3 separate regions of the Triticum aestivum genome follow, and regions 1 and 3 are each linked to region 2. The links are chromatin contacts, called in public Hi-C maps. All regions are on one chromosome and are shown on one strand. The core of a region is the stretch at or near the end of the contact, and the rest is flanking DNA. Distances in the headings are between cores, read along the strand shown.

What was found. Hi-C and Micro-C count contacts between places; a contact is called where the count stands out from the background.
Region 1: a Hi-C map of leaf shows a contact between it and region 2, with 3 times the contacts expected there. The contact joins the promoter of LOC123044281 here to the promoter of LOC123044280 in region 2. A contact is called at or near these places in 2 of 5 Hi-C or Micro-C datasets (both in leaf).
Region 3: a contact with region 2 is called in a Hi-C map of leaf, with 4 times the contacts expected there. The contact joins the enhancer-like site here to the promoter of LOC123044280 in region 2. A contact is called at or near these places in 2 of 5 Hi-C or Micro-C datasets (both in leaf).

The regions. Positions count from the first base shown.
Region 1 is chr2B:190,777,980-190,781,073 of IWGSC CS RefSeq v2.1, reverse strand. It overlaps LOC123044281 (LRR receptor-like serine/threonine-protein kinase RPK2), which reads left to right and starts at 1,820. Exons shown (of 1, transcript XM_044466986.1): 1 at 1,820-3,094. The coding sequence starts at 1,885.
Region 2 is chr2B:190,635,305-190,638,611 of IWGSC CS RefSeq v2.1, reverse strand. LOC123044280 (ninja-family protein 2) reads right to left here and starts at 1,450. Exons shown (of 2, transcript NM_001426744.1): 1 at 540-1,450. The coding sequence starts at 1,041.
Region 3 is chr2B:190,430,539-190,433,721 of IWGSC CS RefSeq v2.1, reverse strand. No RefSeq gene overlaps it. Among protein-coding and RNA genes, the nearest start is that of LOC123044279, 8.4 kb to the right of the region's middle. Within about 2 kb of position 1,856, at least 8 of the 8 cell types and tissues checked have an H3K27ac peak or open chromatin away from gene starts, as enhancers often do. A contact at or near this core is called in leaf, where this site is marked.

The DNA.
Region 1 (3,094 bases), core at 571-3,070, 140 kb before region 2:
CATTTTATGAAATCCCAAGGTTCTTTAAAACACGTAAATTTCTTCTCTAATCTCTAATGCTACTTCTGTATCAAAATATAAGACGTTTTAAATTAAACTACAAAGACGTCTTACATTTTGGTCCGGAAGGAGTACTACCTAAATACTCCGTAAATTAATATAAGATTTTTTAATCACTAAATAAGATATTTTTTAGTTACTAATTAGTGACCTGTAAAGAGTTTTATATTAGTTTATTATATACTACTTGAACAAGACATAAGGTTTTCTTTCCTGCCAAAATATTTCATTCAACCTTACGTACGTCCTTCCTTGCTTTCTTATTTTGATTTTCTCCTCCTATCTCGTTTTCTCCCACCGATTTTTCTTAAAAACCCTTTAACTTTGATAAGATAATATGTGATTAGAAAATAAAATACTAAAATTAGTTAGGTAAATCACGAGCATGATTTGACAAATATTTATTAATATGCTAGCCAGCGATTTTCTATCCATATTGATATGATTATGTATACATATGTGTGTGTATATAGACACACACACTAAGAACTGTGAAACATATGTCTATCACTAAGGCTGGTCATAGTGGGGAGTAATTTAGACTAGTAACATGCATATGTTAGTAGTCTATGTTACTACCTCTATAATGGGTAGTAACATATGTGTAGTGTCATGCATCACCTTATTTATTATTTTGTAGACTCATTGCATTGGGAACCGCTATGTGATGGTAACATATTATGTTACTCTATTTGCCTCTCTCTTCATTAATTATCTGACACATCATCTTTTTTGCTTATGTGGCATGTATATTACTACCTAAGTTACCCCCACTATGGCTAGCCTAAGAACCGTGAACGAGTTTTCCCGTAGCAATGATTGGTGATAGCACTTAAAACAACGGACTCCCTAGTTTGTCTATATCATTCTCCGAGGCATTAAGACCCTATCAATGGGTCACCACATGTCTTCACTAATACTAATAAATATCTCATGTCTTCTTATTCTCTCTCATATGCTTTTCGTCTTGGTGGCTACCACACCCACTATACTACATGCCGGCATGGACACATCCAAGTATCATTGTCGATAATGCACAACTTTGCCACTTCGCCTGTGCACCCCTCTATACCACGGGGCCACGACGCCCCCCTACACACCAACACACACAAGCCATTGTTGTTGGCAATCCCTTTTAGCCTCCTCACATGATATTCAGTCACCATTTTCTTTTTTCAAAAATGCCTTGAATATTGATTCTCAAATTCATGATATTGTGACCCTAAAAAACTACTCCCTCCGTTCCAAAATAGATGACCCAACTTTGTACTAAGTTAGTACAAAGTTGGGTCATCTATTTTGGAACGGAGGGAGTATGTGTTTTGCGAGGTCCGAATAAATCATGTTAATGTGGAGTAACTGGGAACCCACTGTTTGTTTACACTAACTGAAAACTCACTTAGCCCAAAATAACAAGCAATTATTTTTTTGACAGGAATAAGTCTCACTATTAATCCCCTAAAAGAAAGTCTCATTAAACAAACGGCAATGCTACACGTACAAACGATTTACAGGCTTTTACAGGATGATTAACCTTGATTGATCAATAGGTGAGCGGGGCAGCCCACGCCCCTGAAAATCAAGAGGGAAAAGGTTTGTGATTGGTTGTTAGATGAAAGGAGCGTGTAAAAGCATGTAAGTCTTTGTATGTCTAGCATTTTTGTTAAACAAAAGCCCGGGGCCAAGCAGCCAAAATGGGTAACCAGAGTCAATGGGACAGCCAACCAGGGTCTCCCTCCCTGGCAAGTGCCAACCACACTCGCCCCACACGGTCGCACCGTGCTAGTGCCAGTGCTACTGTGCGGCTGCGCCCAGCTCGCCCACATGCCCCGAGCTTCCAACCCAAGCAAACCCCACGCCACCCCCACCACCCGACGGCTCGCGACGCGGAGCTCCGCCCCAGCCGAGGTCCCCGCCGCCGTGCTCCCGCACCGGGTCCCGGGCCTCCCCCACTGTCTCACTCCATTGCGACGGCGGCACCCGCCGCCGCCGCGTCCCATGGCCACCATGCTTTCCCAAACCCTACACATGCTGCTGCTGCTGCTCGTCACGGCCGTTCGCGCGTCTGGCGGCGGCGGCGGCGAGCGGGGGTCCCTGCTCAGGTTCAAGGCGGCCGTGACCGCCGACCCGGGCGGGCTCCTCCGCGACTGGTCCCCGGCGTCGGCCGACCACTGCCTCTGGCCGGGCGTGTCCTGCGGCGCGTCCGGCGAGGTCGTGGCGCTCAACGTCTCCTCCTCCCCCGGCCGCCGCCTGGCGGGCGCGCTCTCCCCGTCCGTCGCGGCGCTGCGCGGCCTCCGCGTGCTCGCGCTCCCCTCCCACGCGCTCTCGGGCTCGCTCCCCGCCGCGATCTGGTCGCTGCGCCGCCTCCTCGTGCTCGACCTCTCCGGCAACCGCCTCCAGGGCGAGATCCCGCCGTCGCTCGCCTGCGCCGCGCTGCAGACGCTGGACCTCGCCTACAACCAGCTCAACGGCTCCGTGCCCGCCGCGCTCGGCTCGCTCTTGGTGCTGCGGCGCCTCTCGCTTGCATCCAACCGCCTGGGCGGCGCCATCCCGGACGAACTGGGCGGTGCCGGCTGCCGCAGCCTGCAGTTCCTCGATCTCTCCGGGAACCTCCTCGTCGGCGGCATCCCCCGGAGCTTGGGGAACTGCAGCAAGCTGGAGGCGCTCTTGCTCTCCTCCAACCTGCTGGATGACGTCATCCCGCCGGAGATCGGACGCCTCAGCAATTTGCGTGCTTTGGATGTGTCGAGGAACAGTCTGAGCGGCCCTGTGCCAGCGGAGCTCGGTGGTTGTGTTGAAATTTCAGTGCTAGTGCTGTCCAACCCTTATGCGCTGGTTGGTGGTTTGAATGCATCGGATGGTGAGGATGTTGAGGACTTCAACTATTTCGAGGGAGGGATTCCGGATGTTGTTGCTGCGTTGCCGAAGCTGAGGGTGTTATGGGCGCCAAGGGCTACGCTGGAGGGGGAGTTGCCGGGGAACTGGACTTCTTGCCATAGCTTGGAGATGATGAACTTGGGAGAGAATCTAATCT
Region 2 (3,307 bases), core at 201-2,700:
CTGACGCTACGTAACTGTTAGTAGTGACTAAAAGCTTAGAAACTGCTTAGACACATGCCGTAGAAGGCATCTCTTGAGACCCTAGGAGCAACAGCACGGCTCGAAATAATCCCAGAAATGACATCACCCAAAACAAACGCCCCGAAAAGAACACAACAAATCCCATGCGTACGTAGAAGTATCATCAGGTTGTGCAGAAAAGAATTCCCCATTTCTAATGAATTTGGCGAAAAAGAAAAGCATCGGCTCAGCTAGCGTTCTAACGAATCGATCCCAGTAAATCACAAGACCAAAGCAAGATCCATGGCAAAGAACACTCGACTTGCTAGATCCCCCCTCTGCCCATGCATCTCCTACCAAAAGAACCACGGTAAGCTCGGCATGACACCGACCTGCATGGATCGCCGAGAGCTTGGCAACCAGAACAGGCAGCTGAATGAATAATTCAAGCAAGGGAACGCAATAGAACAGTGGGAATTGCAAGCTTATTGTAGCAAACAGTTCGAGTGGTAGGGAAGCTGATGAAAGCATGTGTATACCTTGCTCCGGCATGCTTGAGGAGGTGTTCCCCTGGTCGACGACGGAGCGGCGGAGCTGGAACGCGCTGGGGTAGAGCGGCTCCTGGGCGTCGTCCCGGCTGCTGCTGCCGCCGGACTTGCCGGAGTTCATGGAGGTGCGGCGCTCGAGGCGCTTGCGCTTGGCCTGGAGGCGCTTGAGGCTCTGCATCTCGCGGCGGCGCCACCGCTCCTCCTCCGTCTCGGTGGGGAGCGAGCTGGTGCGCATCAGCGGCGCCGGCGGGGGCGTGGCGGCGGCGAGGTCGTCGCTGGTGCCCGGGAGCGAGTACATGGCGGCGAGGGAGGAGGAGCGCACCAGCCGCGGCTTCTTGGCGTCCCGGCCGGAGTTGGCGCCGAAGCAGCCGCCCAGGGACAGGCCCAGGCTGAGCTCGACCACCTCGTCGGGCTCGCCGGCGCCGCCCCCCGCCTTGTCCGACGACGAGCCCTTCTCGCCGCCGAACCTGCCCAAGAAGTCCCTCGACGCCATGTCCGTCCGGCAGAGAGAGAGAGAGCAAGCAATTCCCCGCCGCGAAGCAGACGCCAATCCCTCCTCCCCCCAACCTCCAAGGACGGCCAAATTCTCAGGAAGACCTCGCCATTGCCGCGAATCCGTCCCGCGCCGGGCAATTCTCGGTCTCCAAACCCAGAGGGAAGAACATCACAGCGCCCAGGGAGGAACGAACAATCGACGAGCGCCGGGGAAGCAGAGCCAGCAGAATCGGCGGCAATCAGATCCCTGCGCGCGGCGTGTGGGATCCTCGAGCGAGAGGGGAGGGAGGGAGAGGGGGGATGGGAATGGAGAGGAGAGGAGAAGAGAAGGAGGCCTGCGTGCGTGTCGCTCTAATCTCCTTCGTTGTTAGACTGCTCCCTCCATTAAACCGAAATTGTTTGGAAATGGGAACAGGGGGGAGCTAGTTGGATGGGACTACGAGCGCATGGAGGCCGGCCACGTGTCGGACAGCGGGTACACGTGTTGGATCCCGACAAGCCGAGCCGGCATCGGGCGGCGCGCGGCTCGGCGCGGCTCGGCTCGGTTGGGACCGCGGTTGGTAATGGGAGTACTTGGGGAAGTGTGACGTGTCGAGGCCGCGTAGGGGCGTCTGCCTGACACGTTTCGGGCTTCCGGTTCAGGGCACGGCTCCCCGTGCGGTGTCCCTCCATACTATACTTCTACTAGTATCTTTTTCTATGTCCTACTATTTGTATGATTGTATCTATACGCACCTCCGGTAAATATTGCTGGGTATAAATAATCCTTGCACGCATCAGAAAGGCTTAAACGGCACATTCGTGTACCCTTTACTCAAAAGTGTAGAAAACTAAGAGTTTTTTCCAAAATGGTCAAAGATCACATATTAAATCAAATCAGCATTTACAAAAATATCATTTACGAGCATGAGAAATTACAGTTAAGTCCTTACAAAAATCAGCACCGTTTTCTTAATGTGCCTGTTGAAGACGTGCCGTGAGCAAAGCTCATTGCGGTCTTTGGGCCTCCATCGCAACATTGTTGAAACCGGGGAGCTTGCAGAAGTGATGGTTAAAGCCTGCTTTGATTGATAGGATAGGAATAGTATAGGAATATGAAAATCATAGGATGTGAGATGGCATGCATCTCAATTCCTAAAGAGAAAGACATGTCATTTGATGCATAAGATAGGAATTTTTTCATTAAGTCTAGGCTAATGTTTTTTTCCTTTGAAATGTGAAGGATTGAATCATATCCTACACAGGAATATGAATCCATTCTTACAAACCATAAGGCTTCAAAGGGATTTTTCCTATGAAGTTTCTATCCTTTACAGTTCCAACAAAATTCCTATGAACCAAAGAAGGCCTAAAAAGTTGCCGATTTAGACCAGCAAGCGTCGTGGTTGCAAACTGGAAAGGTCGTCACCCTGAAGAAGCTAAAACAACGCGAGCTAGAAGATAATCACAACTCCGACCAAACAAAAGAGGGGCATACAAACCTCACAAGTCCTTGGATAGAGTAATATTTGCATTAGGCTTCATCGAACGGAGACGGAACTAAAGAACAAAAACATGCCAAACAACATCCCCTCCTCAGTCATCGAAAATGCTAATAACAACACGATGAGTATTCGATGATTCACGCCATCATCTGACTTGTCGACGCCACACCAAGAAAGGGCATCACATGGGGAAATCCAGGAAGAATTATCCCACTTCGCCGCTGCTGTGTCAAAACTGGCGGATCTCGGGGTAGGGGGTCCCGAGCTGTGGATCTGGGATCGATGAGGAACAGGAGACAAGGGACACGAGGTTTTACCCAGGTTCGGACCCTCTCTAAGAGGTAAAACCCTACTCCTGCTTGACTATATTGATGAGTATGATTACAGGGTCGATCTACCTCGAGGTTAGGCTAGCTAAACCCTAGATGGGAAAGGTAATGAATGAAGCTCTAGCCCTAAAGACTAAAAACCCTTGGTTTATATAGGCACCGAGAGGGTTAGGATTACATGAAGTCGGTTTACAATGAAGGAAATATCATGCAGGCCTTGACTTGGAGGGCACACCATGGCCTCAAAGATCTTCGGCCGAAGCTTCGCTACGGCCAACCAGTTTCGCTCGTAAATCATGGACGGATGCCCTGAGGACCCCATAGTCCATGACTCCATCAATAGCCCCCGAACTAGCCTCCAACGCTGGGGATTGTCTTCCGGTATCTCCATATCTTTAGCTTGCGGGGCGAGTTCTTTCGTCGCTTTATACAATTCGAAGCCTTGCTCTCG
Region 3 (3,183 bases), core at 607-3,106, 210 kb after region 2:
AGACTTGGATCCAGCACGCAATCGATCGGGTCGAGTCGATCGCAGCTGTTGGACGACACGTACACGGCGTTACTTTTTCTATATGTAAAAAAGAAGAGAGCAAGTTGCTAATGCGACGAGGCTTGTTTGCATCTCATTGTAGCGTATGGCTCCTGGTTAGCGTAGGGATTACTTTTTGTTAATCCCCAACTTGCAAGCCATAATTGACCCGTACGTGGTATAGTACTGCTGAGTGCTGACCTCTGCCAGTCTCAGTTTTTCTTCGGAACTATGCATCCTCCATCGCAAAAAAGAAATGAAAAATAAATGAAACTATGCATCCTGACAGAAACGCCATTGGTCAGGTGCTTGGTGTGACTCCGTGCGTGTTCGGCTGCTGATGTTGTCTATCTTCCGTTAAACATTGCAGAAAATAGATGATGGCGAGGGCGCTAGGCGATGGTTGTTGGCACAGTTCGGTCGAAGCCTTTGCTCGAGTTGAGTGCTCCTCTTCGACCGCCGCCTGCAACGACATGGCTCTCTGCCACGGCGGTGTAGATCAAGGTTTATTTTTTTCCGTTACATGAAAATTTGGACTTCGCTGAAATATCTTAATATTTAGAATTGCATGCCATGAAAATTGACCTAATTTAAATTTAATTTGAAGTTAGTTTGAAATGACACCGACCAAAATTTCGAATCCTAGGCTAGATCACCCCTCTCGTCTCGTGAATCTAATTTTCCGGCAAGGTTTAATCCAGTGTATTTTTTATTGCTCCTGCTTTTTTATTTTTTGCTAGAAACTTTTGATCTATTTTTTTTTAATTATAGCAGTACAACAAACACCAGAAATAATAAAAATTACATCCAGAAACATATGGACCACCTAGTAACGACTACAAGCAGTGAAGCGAGCCAAAGGCACGCCGCCGTCAATGCCCCTCCCTCACCGGAGCCGGGCAACCGACACAACTCCCCGTGGTGTCGTTAGTCGTACTACGTGCAATTACCACCGACCATATATATAGCAACGTCATCCCATTACGTCCATGCTCTACCCCGCGTACGGCGTACAGTGATGATTTCATGATGATAGCCTGTCTGAGGGAACTAATTCTGCACTTATCTCTAATGACAAAGGAGGTATTCCGGGAACAATCTCCCCTCAAATGTCCCCTTAACCAGAAGGTGCTAACGGGAATATGCAGGTGCATGTGGCAAAAGCGCAGGCAGGCACATGCATGCGCAAGGGAATTTCTCGTGGGCCTGCCTGTCCAAGGCAAAGAAATATAAAATGGAAGGAAGGAAGCGAGAGCAACTCGCAAGCACCAGCAGACAGACGACGTGTAAAAGCGCAGAAAGGTCCACGAGGCCATACCGGGCGCCACTCAATTTGGCCAACTTGCTCGCCGCCGGAAATCAATCAGGCCACCCTCTCCTCTCATTTCACATCGCCTCATGCATTTTCTCTCACCCAAATATCCATGTACTTGTTGTACCGCCACTTGACAAGTAGTTTATGTTATCCACCGACCAGACCAGACCAGGCCACCACCTCCACGACGCCAGCCAAATCGGCGCCGGGGTCGGCCGGCGTCGTGTGTCCCCGGCCGGCCCACGCCGTGCATGCATGCATGCACGCCATGCCACGCCGTGCATGCATGAACCTCTCCCCCCGGCGAATATTGTAGACGCGACTTGTGGCTCCATCGATCTCGTGCTAGCTACTCCAGTAGAAAACGGAACACGGGTACTCATCATCATTATTGTAGTCTTCTGCATGCGGCCCATTCGTACATGATGCATGATGGACGGCTCAGAGCCTTACGAGTGTGTACGTAGGTTTGTTCCTTCCTCCTTTTTTTTTTCTTACTACTACTTTGCCGTGAGGATGCATGAACCAAATGGTCGATGGAGTGGCCACACGTCGACGGCACGGTGTAGCACGGTCTAGAAAAATTCGGACAAAGACCAAAGGAAAAGGGGCGCGTGGGGAAGGAGCGTAGCGTGCCGCCTGCCGGTCAGGAGAATCCAGGAAATATCGGCATGGCGTGACCGGGAGGGATGGGATCGGAGGAACGAACGTAGCCATCCACGGGGTTAACTGGGAACATGTGTCGCCCGAGGGGGACGGAGAGAATCATGGCTCGGATGGGTCATGGGTGGACGCCGCACGGAGAAAGTGGATGTAACTTGCACGACAACAACTCCTTTTGGACACATGGGTGGATGGGGAAGCATGCACGCAGGCCGCGAGAGTGAGGTTTCAGCGCCTCGCTTATCCGGTAAAAGCGTGCTCGGTTTGAGTCAATGGATTCTGCCTAGCGAATGTGGAAACGTCGCTCCCTGCGTGTGCGAGCGGACCCTGGCCGCCGCTGCCGATGGATTCTTTGCCGGTCGAAGCTCGTTAGGTGGTGACATTTTCAAGGTTGATTAAATTTATACTAAAAAATATAGTACTTAATATCTACAACACCAAACAAGTTTTAGTAAGTGTCTTATATATATAGTGAAATTTGATTTAGAACAAAGCTAAACCCTTTTTTAAAAATAAAACAAAGCTAAACCTTCAAACAACATGGAATAAAATGATAGAATACCGAAATAAACAATGTATAAAGCCAATATGCTTTGGGAAAAGGTACGAGAGCAAATACAATAAGGTGATGTAGGCAGACTTTAAGGCATTAAATATTGTATTTTTGCTGAGTTGGAGGAAATATAATAAAAGAGGGAAGAATAGCTGGCTATAGATAAACAGTCAGGTGCAACACATGCTCCTAAACACTATGTGAGAGAATGAGGCAGACCATATTTATATCTAACTGTTGTACTTGCCGGCTATAAGGTTGGTTATAGATGACATGAGAACATCATATAGCCAGTAGCAAGCTGATATTAACCATGCTCTGATAACGCTAGCTACAAAGATGACTTTAGGTATTACCTAGGTAAGCATTAATCAACTGAAAAGGAGCTCAAAAGCACAAATGCAATTGCCGGAGTCACAAGATTACAGACTAGAAAAGAATATACCATAAAACAGACCCAAATGTTTGTCAGCCCATAGAAATCACCATCAAACAAAGCTACCCGTCTTTCATTTACCAACCAACATGGCACACGAGTAACACGCACAGAAACTGGAGCATGTGGACAAAATCATCGCATGAGACTACATGTAAGCCTAAATTAAACTCGAAT